2 separate regions of the Zea mays genome follow, and region 2 is linked to region 1. Evidence: chromatin contacts called from public Hi-C data. All regions are on one chromosome and are shown on one strand. Each heading gives the region's core, a stretch centred on a gene start, on an enhancer-like site or on the middle of the called end of the contact. The rest is flanking DNA. Distances are from core to core; before and after follow the strand shown. Region 1 holds the start of LOC103642826 (CLIP-associated protein). Region 2 holds the start of LOC100191428.

The links. Hi-C and Micro-C count contacts between places; a contact is called where the count stands out from the background.
Region 2: a Hi-C map of ear shows a contact between it and region 1, with 3 times the contacts expected there. The contact joins the promoter of LOC100191428 here to the promoter of LOC103642826 in region 1. A contact is called at or near these places in 2 of 25 Hi-C or Micro-C datasets (ear and endosperm).

The regions. Positions count from the first base shown.
Region 1 is chr10:131,923,875-131,930,379 of Zm-B73-REFERENCE-NAM-5.0, forward strand. It overlaps LOC103642826 (CLIP-associated protein), which reads right to left and starts at 4,801. Exons shown (of 21, transcript XM_020545733.3): 1 at 4,276-4,801; 2 at 3,394-3,549; 3 at 3,216-3,278; 4 at 2,791-2,859; 5 at 2,546-2,708; 6 at 1,380-1,541; 7 at 578-675; 8 at 345-419; 9 at 206-274; 10 at 46-131. The coding sequence starts at 4,611.
Region 2 is chr10:132,315,894-132,322,033 of Zm-B73-REFERENCE-NAM-5.0, forward strand. It overlaps LOC100191428, which reads right to left and starts at 4,479. Exons shown (of 2, transcript NM_001136861.1): 1 at 4,014-4,479. The coding sequence starts at 4,244.

The DNA of each region.
Region 1 (6,505 bases), core at 3,551-6,050:
AGAAAATAGCCAATGGACGATGCGAAAACAATCAAACATGTTTACCTTGCACGGAGTATTGCACTTCGATCATTCTTTGCTGTGTCAACTATGCGAGGAAGAATCCTAGCAACCTTGCAATTCCGCAGGATCTGCAAAACAATTCATGTTAGCAAAGAGGAGAAATAAATGACATACATTAAGTATAAACGTGTAAATGACTTACAGTTTTTATGCATGTATCTGCAGATTCAGCGATTACAAGCACTGTTATGACAACAAGCTTAAAAAGCATCTGAAATCCACACATGTTAAGTTTGCTTCAAAATGTGTATGGGAGGATTGAAATTTGCTCGTGAAATTACCGGAATGAATAGTTCAGCAAATGGCTCAAAATCACCAAGGAGTTCTTTGGATAGTATATTAAGTAGGTGGCATGCCTGAGCATGAAAACATGAGAAAATTTTCAGCTTGAAAAAAATCCAACATGCCAAGTATGCAATTCATCTTGGGGAATAGAAAAGGCAAAGTAACAGAGTATCCAATAAAAAATAAAACTTTACAAAAAGAAAGATGGATAAATGGTAACCAATAATACCTGTTTGACAATACTAGAACGTCGATCAGACAGCTGAGTAGACAATGGAGGAACCAGTTGCTTCAGGAGCATAAGAAATGATGGATTATCGATTGCACCTGTCAAAAGTCCCAACAGAGTAAAAATTAAATTTTATTTTTTTAAAGGCATGCAATACCATACTAGCAACGACAGTAGATAGCGCATAGCTCCAGTGATAAAGATTCAAAGAACAAGGGTGACAAACCACATGTCGTAATTAAGTTTCGACACTGATTATATCATATTGACAGTGTGCGTTAAATCCTCAAAACTGCATGTTCCACTATGAGGTATGAACAGATCTTTTATTCACCAATATTTACTACAGAATATGAATGTTTGGTGCATTAAAGGGGTGTTTGGTTTCTAGGGACTATTTTTAGTCCCTCCATTTTATTCCATTTGTCCCTAAATTGCCAAATACAAAAACTAAAATTCTAAAATGGAATAAAATGGAAAGACTAAAAATTAGTCCCTAGAAACCAAACACCCCCTAAGGCTATCCAATGATTCCTAAATATGGAATTCCTATTTGTTTATCCTTCGGCGCTCATTCCAAAAACTTAAATAAATCAGGAAATGGATGCAGTTGAAAAGATGCAAGGAAAACGACTCTACATTTTTTTCGTTCTACCCTGCCTAGCAACAATGCTTACTTGAAATGTTTTCTAGACTTTGCAGCCAAGACATACAACAATATATTCTCTGTAGCCATACTTATGGACTAGTAAAATTGCACAAAGCATTATTAGGAATGATGATATGGATGCAGAAAATAAACCTCCATAAACCAGGGCTTCAATCCTTTGCATGGCAGCAATACGTAAAGACCAGTCCTTTTCTGGAACAAGGGTAGCCGCGATCTTCTCAAACTCCCGAAGCAATTCTTTCTCAGAATGAACTTTTACTGGTTCCACAGGTTTTTCTGTAACATCTGTGTCACCTGCAAATGACACAATAAATTGCACATGAGAAATGTTGTATACTTGTATGTGTGACAGGGGGTTAACCATCAGAATACACAAACTGACCAACCATAACTTGAGATGCAGATGGTAACATATCTAGTATCAATAGAAAAACTAATAGCAAACATCTTGTGACAGGACACATGCCCCATAAAGTTTCAGGAAAGACAACCCGACCAAAGGACTCACACTCATGCTATGTTACTAAGAGTCTACGATTGTTCTGGGATAAATATTGGAACAAATTATCACAACAACAGTGGAAAAAATGACTTAGAGCCCAGGGCGTATAGGGTAATGTGGTGCTTAGAACGTTCATTATCACCTCACCGTAATCATCGGGATTTAAGTTAGAATGTGTTCAAAAAGGCTGAAACCCGGTGTGCTCGTGCTGAAATGGAATGCCTTTTTAGTTTTTCCATACTCCTGGGTGATACACCGGTGAGCTGGGCTTTTGGCGATTCGTGCATATACTGGACTGATGGGGTGAGATAGGTTTTTGGCGATTCATGCATATACTGGACTGATGGAGTAGCTGGTAAGGGCAGCCATAGTGTATAATTTCTTAGCAAGGTGTGTGGCTAGCCATGTCAAATGGTGCTCTGCTAGTTGAACAAGCCCTGATGCATAAATCTGTTAGTCCATATTAAGGTGGGCTCCGCATATAATGAACTATATAGTATCCCAATGTTTCCCTCACAAAGTGACATAGATGGCGAATGGAGAGATAATTAGTAGTGAATATTATTTGTTTATTCTTGGTACCAAGTGCAAAAATAAGCAACAGGTGCAAGCAGGTTCTAAACTAGCACCTTCTGTCCAATGTATTGCACCTTGTTTTTCTTCTTCTCTCTCATCTTTGCACCTCCTTAACACACACGCATTTGAGCTATTCTTAGATCGGTTCATAAAACACGGGCATAAACCTAGTTCATATCCTTATTTGCTAAATACAACATTCAAGAAATGTAGACATTACCTCCATATAGTGTACTTTCCCTTGGTATGTTTTTTGTCCTTGGGCTGCCTCTTTTTGGATTAGCACTAACAGATCTAGACTCTACAGCCTTATACTGCATTGCTGTATCAGAGGATCGAACCTTTGGTTCTATTTTATCCAACCTTGAATTTATTTCTTTTAGCTGCAGGCACCAAAATAATAATTATCTAAAGCATGAAACTGCTAGCCCAACTATTAAAAGGAAGCCCTAGCAATAAAAGTACCATGTATGAAGGCAGATTATGGCGCTGCAACTCTTCATGAAATTGTGATCCCATGTGCTTGTACATCTCCTGTAGTGAAAAACAAATGAAGGCTTACTAGAAAAACTTTATGCTGCCTAGATAACAGGTGTGTGTCCCAGCCAATAACTGTGAACACTGAACAGTTTAGATGAAAGAAAAGATGAATCTGAGCACAAGGGACTAAAGCAATTCAACTAGAAGCAAAGGGGCTTGGAACTACAATGAATGTTGTCATACAAAATGATTCAGTCTCTCCAGCTTGTAAATGTGGGATGGAACTATTGGGAAATTGAACAAGATCAATAGAAATAGAGATCATACCAGTCATCATGGGTGTAAGGGAAAAAAAAGAAAAATGTCGGCTGAAACAGGTCTATACAGTATCGAATATGGAATCAACTAACCTCAATACAAGAGATAGCAGCATCTCGAACACTTTGGTTCGAATCATTCATTAGTTGCAGGACCTGCACAAGACGGGAAATCTTAGGGCTTCTAGATATATCATACCATAACAGAAGGATATAAAATTGGATATGAATAAAAAGAATAAACAGCAAAGATCTGAAAGTGTTGGCTTACAGGTGAAAGCAAAACTCGTTGCAAGGAAATCTCCGTAGAAGCAAATAGCCCAACTGCAGATGCCACCGTACGTACAAACTCTTCCCTCACCCTCCAACTCTTATGAGTCCATGCATAACTACCAGCTCTTTCAACTATGATTGTTGGTGAAGAAACCTGAGGGTTGGACAATCAAAAATATTGCAAGATAACAGTCCTAAACTCTGGAACACACCAAACATGATTGGCTTGAATGTTTCGATAGTCAAAGGACAAAGTACATATGTAACATGATTTATGAATACTATCTTAATATACTGCGATAAAACATTGACTAGTAAAAAAGGGATCAGAATTTAAAGGTCATTTTCATTGCAGACAGCCAAAGATTGAAGCACTGATACGTTTTATGAAAAATCACGGCTCCCAAAGAGATCCTAGTTCTAATGCTAAAGGGTAAAAACGATAAAAGAATTATCTATATCAGAATGCAATGCATACAGGGAAGCAGCCAAGTCTTTACTTGAATCCCAAATTTATCTTTGTTTGCTAGAACCAAAATCATAGAAGAATAAGATATGCCACTGGAAGTTCAACTTAGCGCGACAGTCAAGCCCAAGAGCACACGATTCCTACAAAAATGTTAGACCATTGATCCATTTAAATGTGATGCCTGTCAATCTATAATGGTCAGCCGAATAGACCTTTGGATTCCTCACTTCAGCACAACTATGCAATGTACCGTGCCCCACCCGACCTACCTAAAAAAAACAAGCCTCAAATCCCCAATCTGCTCCTGCTCGATCTCTTAGTTCGAATTCGCAACTTAATCTAGCTCCCCAGCTACATGCATTTCCCGGGAGAGACGACAGGCCACTGAGAGCGCCGACGAAAGGAGCTCACCTCCATGAGCGTGATGAGGAGCTGGCGCGCGGCGTCGCGGACGGGCTGCTTGCCGTCGCCGAGGCGCTCGACGGCGGCGGGGACGAGGGCGTTGAGGTGGATCTTGAAGTGGTCGCCGGCGACGACGGCGGCGGCGGAGAGCGCCTGGAGGCCGCCCTGGGCGATGCGGAAGTTGGCGTCCCGCGTCAGATCCATGCAGGTGTCCACCAGCGCGGTGACCTCGGCCGCCGCCAGCCCGCGCCGCGCGGCGGCGTCGAGCGCCTCGTGCAGCCGCTCGACCCCGGCCAGACGCTCCTTGGTGTCCTTGGCGCGCGCCGCCTCCAGCGCCGCCTCCATTCTCTCCGCGCGCCCGGGGACTCCGGCGGCCCACGCCGCGGGGAGAGCTCTAGGGCTCCGGGGCGCGGGACCGGCGGCGAGGCGAGGTGAGCAGGAGGTGGCCGGATCTGATGAGGAGGGGGGAGGGGAGGGGGAGTGACAGAGAGCGCACGCAGCGAGACGAAAGCGGGTGCTAAGGGTGGTTGGGGCTTCGGGTGACTTTGTGCACTTAGCCCCCTGATATTTTGTATCCTTTGAACTGGAGGGGGCTTTGCGTACAAGCCTCCGTATGGACTGGACTCGGGGGCCTGGGCTCCGGGAGGCGGAACGAACGGTGGACCCCGCTGGGCAGAAGGAGCTGGTGGCGCGTGGAAATTTTGGCCGTATTTTAAGCGTTTATTTTTTGGAACAATTGGATCTTATTTTTTTGTCTTCCTTTTCTCCACGGTCTCCGGTTTCTCTTTTGGATTTGTTGGAATGGCTCTGTTTTAGCTTGGCGACAACGTTATAATACGATCCAAACCAACCCATGCATTTATTTCCACCTCCCATGATGCGTGTGGCCTGCCTTCTCATCTGCTCCTGCATGCAGCTGCTGAATACGTCAGCTGGACTTCAGTCACAACTGATGTACACCTGGGCATCGGTATGCAGTATGCTAATATATTTGAGAAGTCTGAAGAACTATGAACTGGTATATACTACGTATAAGGCAGCAAGAGACGGTAAAAGACCATGTAAGCCAAATATACCGTATCTGAACGTCCCCTAAGGCTCCAATAATAAACGCTAAAGCCTTCGCTAAAATATAGTGTGCGCTTCTCGTCCACCAAATATAGCAGTCTAGCGATCGCTCCTTATGCATTGTTTGCTCTCCCCCGCGATCTCCTTCCGTTACCTTCCGCGCTGTCTTGGAAGCTATGGTACCCGTCCGTGCAAACAATTGGAGGTAGAAGAAGAGTTGTGGTGGGACGAGGAGGAGCACGTGCGCGGACGAGGGGCAGCACGCGTGGCTGATTGCCTGGAGAAGGACGAGCTCGCCCAGCCGCCAATGAGGACGACGCGTAGCCGTCAAAGACGCGAGCTCGGTCGTCGAGAAGGAGTGCACGTGTGGCCGTCGACGAGGACGACGAGCGCGCACTCGCACAGGACCTGGCTCCAACGTTCAAATCCTCGACGACGGGCAAGCTCCAATGCCAGCTCCAATGCCGGCGGCGCACAGGGAGCCAGCAAGGGCACCCGCGTGCAGACCCTCTCGCGCGTTTGACAAGGTGTTCTAGGAAGACGAATGGGGGATTTTGGATTTTGACGTAGAGGGGAATTGGAGATTTTCACAACTTCGTGCACATTTTTTCTTAGAAATAAAACATGTTTCTAATGTAATATATGGTAGATAAGCTGTACAAGATGAAATTTAGATGACTAAATTATATGAAAAGGTGAGAATAAATATGGTAGTTAGTGGATTTTGTTATAATGTAACTTTAGAGGACCATTTTTAGTGAACGTTGCTGAAAACTGAGATGATATATAGAGGATATAATCTTTTAGAGTGTGATGTAAAGAACAGAGAATATTCTTTTAGTAAACGAAATTTAGGAGAGGTTGTTGGAGACAGCCTAACACTAATCTGAAAGGGAGATGGCGCCATGTCATGGTATGTATATCGATTCTTTCATCAGCAGACAACACGGAGACACGAGACGGACCAAGCAGAGGCTGGGCGACCAAAGGAGACGAGACGAGGGGATTTCAGTTCCGGGCTTCCTCCGGCGGCTATGCATCCGTCCGAGCGCTGCTGCACTTGTCTCAATGCCAGCCGGCCGGATGATGCGCGCCGCGCGCGCGCGCACGGCAGCACCAACCAACAAGTGCGGCGACGTTACACGCACCTCAACCGATCCGGCGATCCCCT
Region 2 (6,140 bases), core at 3,229-5,728, 390 kb after region 1:
AATCAGATAGTCTCCTGTCTCGAATATAGAGCTAAGACACTGTGTCTTCGTCAAGATACATGTCTTGAGATTTTTTACATTCACCCCTAGACACACTCTAAGACACAACTTAAGACACCCACTGTACATGCCCTTAGGACGTATGTCTCAGCCGGAGAGAGCCTGTTTCTGGCTTTTACTATTTCTACAATATTTTTGTCTGTATAGATTACCGTTGTACTCCAGTGATTTTAAGTTGTCCGATTAATCGCAATTAGTCGACCGTATCGGTTTTTTTGGCAACGATATGCAATCCAACACGATTTGGGCGACTTACTCAGACGATTAATCGTAGTTTTGAGTCATGGACGACTTAAATAATAGGCCTGGTTTTCATAATTTCAACTCATATCTATTGGACAAGTAATATGTGGAAACCATAGCTATTGGGGGCGAAGGGCTTATAAGCATCATTTCAAGTAAGTCACTCTCTTATACGTTTTATACTGTTACTGTACTTGACAAGTAAATCACTTTCTTTCATTATAATCAAGTTTTTGGCAAGAATTACATTTTTACATACAAAAAACAGGGCAAGTCATCCTATATCGTTTTTATTGAGGCCTAGACGACTTAGACGGACAACTTACTATGGTGTTTATGGCTGCATCGCAATAGGGTGGTATTTGATGGTGCCAGCCCTTCCTTGAGCACCATTCAAAAGCTTCTTATGGATGAGGTGGATTGTGGTGTATGGCTGGTGCGAAGCAGCTTGAGAGTCTTGGCCTCCTAGCTGCCTTTGCTAGGGTCAGGGCTATTTCTAGTGTCTAAAGTTGTTAAAGTTGGAGATAAGAATAGGTTTTTTATCTGTTTTCCCTTTGTCTTTATGTCTGTTATGGCATTGTACGGTGGTTCACTTTAGACCTTTCTCTCTTTCAATATAATAATGTTTAATAATGTGCAGTTCTCCTGCGCGTTTGAGAGAAAAAAAAATATCGATTAGTCGTCTCCGATATGTCGGCTGAATCGATTTATTAGTGTGCTCTGGGGACTCAAACCGTCTCAACGACTTAAAAACATTGGTCCAAACAGCTTTCATCTGGAGCGCCTCGAACTCGAATTCTTCTTCCTAGAGAGTAGAGACCAGTCGCAAAACAGCCTCGACTTCTCGATCTCCAAGCCGCACAGCGGTCCGGCCGGCCAGCGCGCGGGAGCTCGTCAGCCGCCATCGCCCGCACCCGCCGCTCCCTCGCCACGTCCGTGGCGCGAGCCAGCACGTGCCCCGGCGCGTCGATCATCAGCTCCGCGACCCCGGTGTTTTCATCCACCGACCACCAACGTTCGGCTCCGGCTGTCGTCCGGCTCGATGACTAGAGGCCACGCGTCGGCACCATTCGCGACGCACTGCGAGACGAGGTTGCCCATCCCGTGTCCGGACTACTCGCTATTGGCAAGCAACCAGGAGAGCTTTGGTTCCATTCCTCCTGAAAATCGAGAGATCGAGCTTCAAACACCCACTCGCCTGCTTCATGCTCCCCTGCGCCCTCGACGACACAAAGTACGTGCCATTCCAGACCAATAACATCGGCTTCCAGAAGAGGCAGGCCTAGGCGCTCAGACTTCGATTTTGGACTTTTGGCCTGGCTCCGCCACTCCCGGCCCCAGTGACAGACTGATAGTGCGACCTGTCCCAGAGATGGCGCAAGCGCAAGGAGGAAGGGGCTGACGACCTATACTGTCTACAAGAAGAAGAGGATGCTAACGAGCCAGGGTCTACTTATCATTCAGAAAATTTGAATGTAACACTTAAACCCTTGTATCACCTGCTTATGCAGCTTTATTAAAAAACTCCTAACAATCTATGGTTACATCCACAGTTGGATCATGATCTTACGGATTAAGAGATTTAATTTGCTTGCGCGCTTGAACATGAGAAATGCTTGTACAGGATCCACTTAAGGGCTTGTTCGGTTAGCTCTCAATCCATGTGGATTGAGTGGGATTGGATGGGTTTGAATCCCAAACAAGTCAAACTTCTTTTCAATTTTTTCCAATCCCATCCAATCCATGTGTATTAGGAATAACCGAACAAGCCCTAAAAGTTTTCTCTAGAAGCCATAGCTGCTTAGCCAAACGGTTTTTGACTTTCTCTCAGCACATACTACAAAGCAATCACAACAGCTCTTTCAAAAGCCATAGCTCGACCAAACACAACTAGTTCATCATTCGCTTTAGATATTGTACTTGTCAAATTATCATCACAACAAGTTTGAACGCAAGAATTCCTAGTTTTATTTGTTACATTTGGTCAGAGCTACTTAGACCTGTGAAATGAAGTCAGCTAGAAGGTTTATCCTTCAAAAATCCAACTTAACACCTAATACTTCCTCTTTACTGTTTTTACCCTTTTGTACCAAGTTTGTGCATACATGAAACCCATGAATGTAAAGGTAGTGAGGCAATCCATGTCAAGTTACTTGTCAAATTGGTACCATTGAGACAAAAAGGCCACATAAAAATAGAAAGTAGCAGTCAGCAATCAGTTGGGCAATTTGCATCCCCCTATATGATAGATAGCAGCTGTCAAGTTGGAGCATCTGCCGTAAAGAAAGAAAGCTGGTGGTAGGAGGAAAGAGTGGGGTTTGCTACACGTGACCACCACGGGCTCGTGATGAGCGACAAGCAAGCTTTTTTTTCCCTTTCCTTATCAAGAAGGGGAGCAAGTGAAGTACAGATACGATGGATGGGATAGGGAAGCGTCTTGCGTTAAGCAGTTACCTAAGGAAAGCCATTGACTAAAAAAGAGACGCCAGAGGATACCGAGCAGGCCACAGCTGGCATAATATTGCGTATGAATCTTTCGACATGAATGACATTATTGAGCCATGAAGCATTGACTAACGGAGACATTAGAGAATACAGAACAAACAACAGCTGGTACGCTAGGCATGTGGATCTCTAGGAATCAGCTTATGTTACGAAAATAGAGGAATTCAAATGTTTTGTTCTTCGTTTTGGACAGTAATTGGGTGATTGTCCTTCTGAAGGGAGAGAATAAAATGGAGGCAAAGCAGTAACGCCAAAATGATATAGTATATCTATATTTATATCTATACTTATATACTGTATACTCCATCACTTTAAATAAATCTAGAGCCACTCCAATAAATACACATAAAAAGTCAACACATTAAAAATAAACGTACAAGATCCTAAATTAACTTCTCATTTCTCTTACTCGCATCCATCTCGCATCCATCGGACGATATTCTTCAGATCATCACTCATCCCCACACTCCCATCCCACAAACACCACGGTCGGGACGCTTTCTTTCCTTATTTATTTTATCTTTCATTCCTTTATTTTCTTTATTTCCTTTCCTTCTTTCTTTCCTTTGTTTTCTTTATTCTTCGCCTTCAATCAAGTACACAATGTCAATCATATACAATTTACTTTCTTTATTTTCTCTTTATGCTGTCGCCTGCCATGCTAAATAGGGATATAAATGGTACGAATATTATCTGTACATATTCGCATTCGATCCATCTAAAAGGGCTAAGATCCCGTATCCGAGTCCTGATATTCAGTAACCAATTCGTATTCAATTTATATTTGTATCCATATAATCAAAGCTGGGTATTGTAATTGTTAGCATGGGTGAATGATAAGCCTACTAGAAGCGCACAAGCACAACCAGCGAGCGTAAATTCTACTCATGCCGAAGAAGAGCAAGTCTCCATGGAAAAATTTAAAAACAGCTAGTGAAACACAGGTTTCGCACTGAGAATGCGTCCTATCCGAGCGAAAACCCAACACGGAGATCGCCAACAAAAACATCGAACACGCAGGGCGCGTTATACTACCAATAGCATGCATTTGAATTCCCAACTAACTAAACGCAAGGCAGAAATTACCAGCACGCCCAAATCCCCGATCAAAAGCAAGCATTCAAACCGGGGCGTTTTTCTTCTATCGATTGAAACCACATCACAATTGAGAAAAAAAACTCAAAACGCTCGTATCTCAATCTCACCTTGGAGGAGTGCAAGGAGGAGGACTTGCCCCCGGACTTGGACCGGCGGATCGCACCCGCCGGGGTGTTCGGCCCCGACTCGCCCGGCGCCGCCACCGCCACCGCGGCATCCCGCCGACAACCGCCCGCGCCCGACTGCGCCGGCTGGACATTTCCACCTCCTGCCGCGGGCGCGTGCACGCAGAGGCGAAGGCCCAGCGCCTGCCTGACCTTCCTCCACGCACCCTCCATCGCTTCAAAGCACAAACCAAACCGCCTCCTCCCGGCCGGGCCAACCGGCTCGCAGACTACTGCTCGCGGGGACGTGGCGTGGGGCTCTACACCGCCACCCGCCTACGGATTATACGATGGCTGCCGATAGGAGTGCGGGGAGAGGAAGCGGCGGCAGGTTTTGGAGGGGAGCAGAGCCGACATGGGAGGTAGTGGAGCTGTGGAGGTGGAGCGTTTGAGGTGCGGGTGCGGCTCGTGTCTTGTTTTGACTCGTCTCTCTCGTGGCCGCGGGAGGAAGCGTACAAGGAGGAGTAACGGAACCAGCTGGGTGTTTGAATTAAGAGACGTGTTAGCGTGGAGGGTTCGTTGGCGGTGCCGGCGGGCGGCGGCGGTGATGGGCCCGCCTAGTTGGAACCGTGGGCCTTTTTAGCCATCTTGGCTGGGCCTCGGTCCCTCGCTTTAAAATACAAAGCCGAAGGTTAGTTTGACAATCTCATTTTTCAATACATTTTTATCTTCAAACTCCATTTTTTAAGAGATTCCTATTTTTATAAGTGAAAATAAAATAATTTCCCTTAAAAAATAAAAATCTATAAAGAAAATGGAGTTCTCAAACTAACTAGACTGATTTGGTGATCAAGAATTATTGGGAGAAGAAATTCTCTTGCTATTTAGGGCTAGTTTGGGAACTATATTTTCCTATGGTATTTTCATTTTCCAAGGAAAATTAGTTCATTTTCCCTTGGAAAAATGGAAATCCCCTAGAAAAATGGTGTTCCCAAACTACCCCTTATTTTTAAATTTTAAAGGGATTTCTCTCCATAGATCTTCTCGTGATCCCTAATCATTAAATCAGTCATAAAATAAATTAGTTTATTTTTCTTTAAAAAATAGAAATCTCTTAAAAATAGGGTTTTCAAACCCTTATATATTTTCAAACTTATATATATATAATGTAAAACAACCAGTCAACCATGGCGTAAAAAAGGTAAAAAAAAACAGCGTGGTATAACCGTATTAGAGCATCTCCAAGAGCTCTTCATAAAACGACTCCTCAAAATCAGTTTTAAGGGACATTTAAATAATAAGTGAGGGGTAAATTTTAATCCTTTCTCCAACAGATCCCTTAAAGCAGCAGTTTGTTTCTGGGGAGCCTAAAAAACCCCTCATTTGTAGCTACAAATGAGGGAGTTTTAAGGGCTATGAAAAAGTTGGGGCGCTTTAGGGGAACTGTTGAAAACATGTTTTTGTGTTTTTCCCAAAAAAATAGATTTATGAGAGACTTCTGGGGAGCTTTTGGAGATGCTCTAACCTGCAGTGCAGGTTGCTTGTGATCTGATCGCCAAACGGTGATTTTCTTGTTACATTTGTACGACTCACGAAATAGAAAATTAAGCAGGACAATTCATTGTATCCTCATTGAAGCAACAGCATGATACATGGACGTGTGTCTCTGGTCAAAATATGCTCATCTTGGTGTTTGGTTGATTATTGAATTAAGGCTCGCGGCACTGGTACAAGCATTCGCAACAGATGAGCAAACGGACCCACCGCACGGCACGGCATGGCCCCGTGCTAGTCATCGACTGTTAGTGTAATGTCGTCTCATTAAAAACTGTCGGCGTTTCGACTCTGGGTTTTTTTTTACCGACGAGTAAATTGTCGCTGCGTGTCCCAGCCCAGATGGGTCGGCACGAGACGGAACACAAAAGGGGGAAAGACAGCAAAGAGGAACCCGCGGCCTTCGTGTTGTCCTGCGCCTAGTACGGATGCGCTTGCAGTAGGGGGTTACAAGCGTTCGCGAAGGAGAGAGAGAGAGATAGACTGTCCGCCAGCCCATTCTCCCGCGCGGCCAACCCTCTCGTACGAGAGCCCTGGACCTTCCTTTTATAGGCGTAAGGAGAGGGCCCAGGTGTA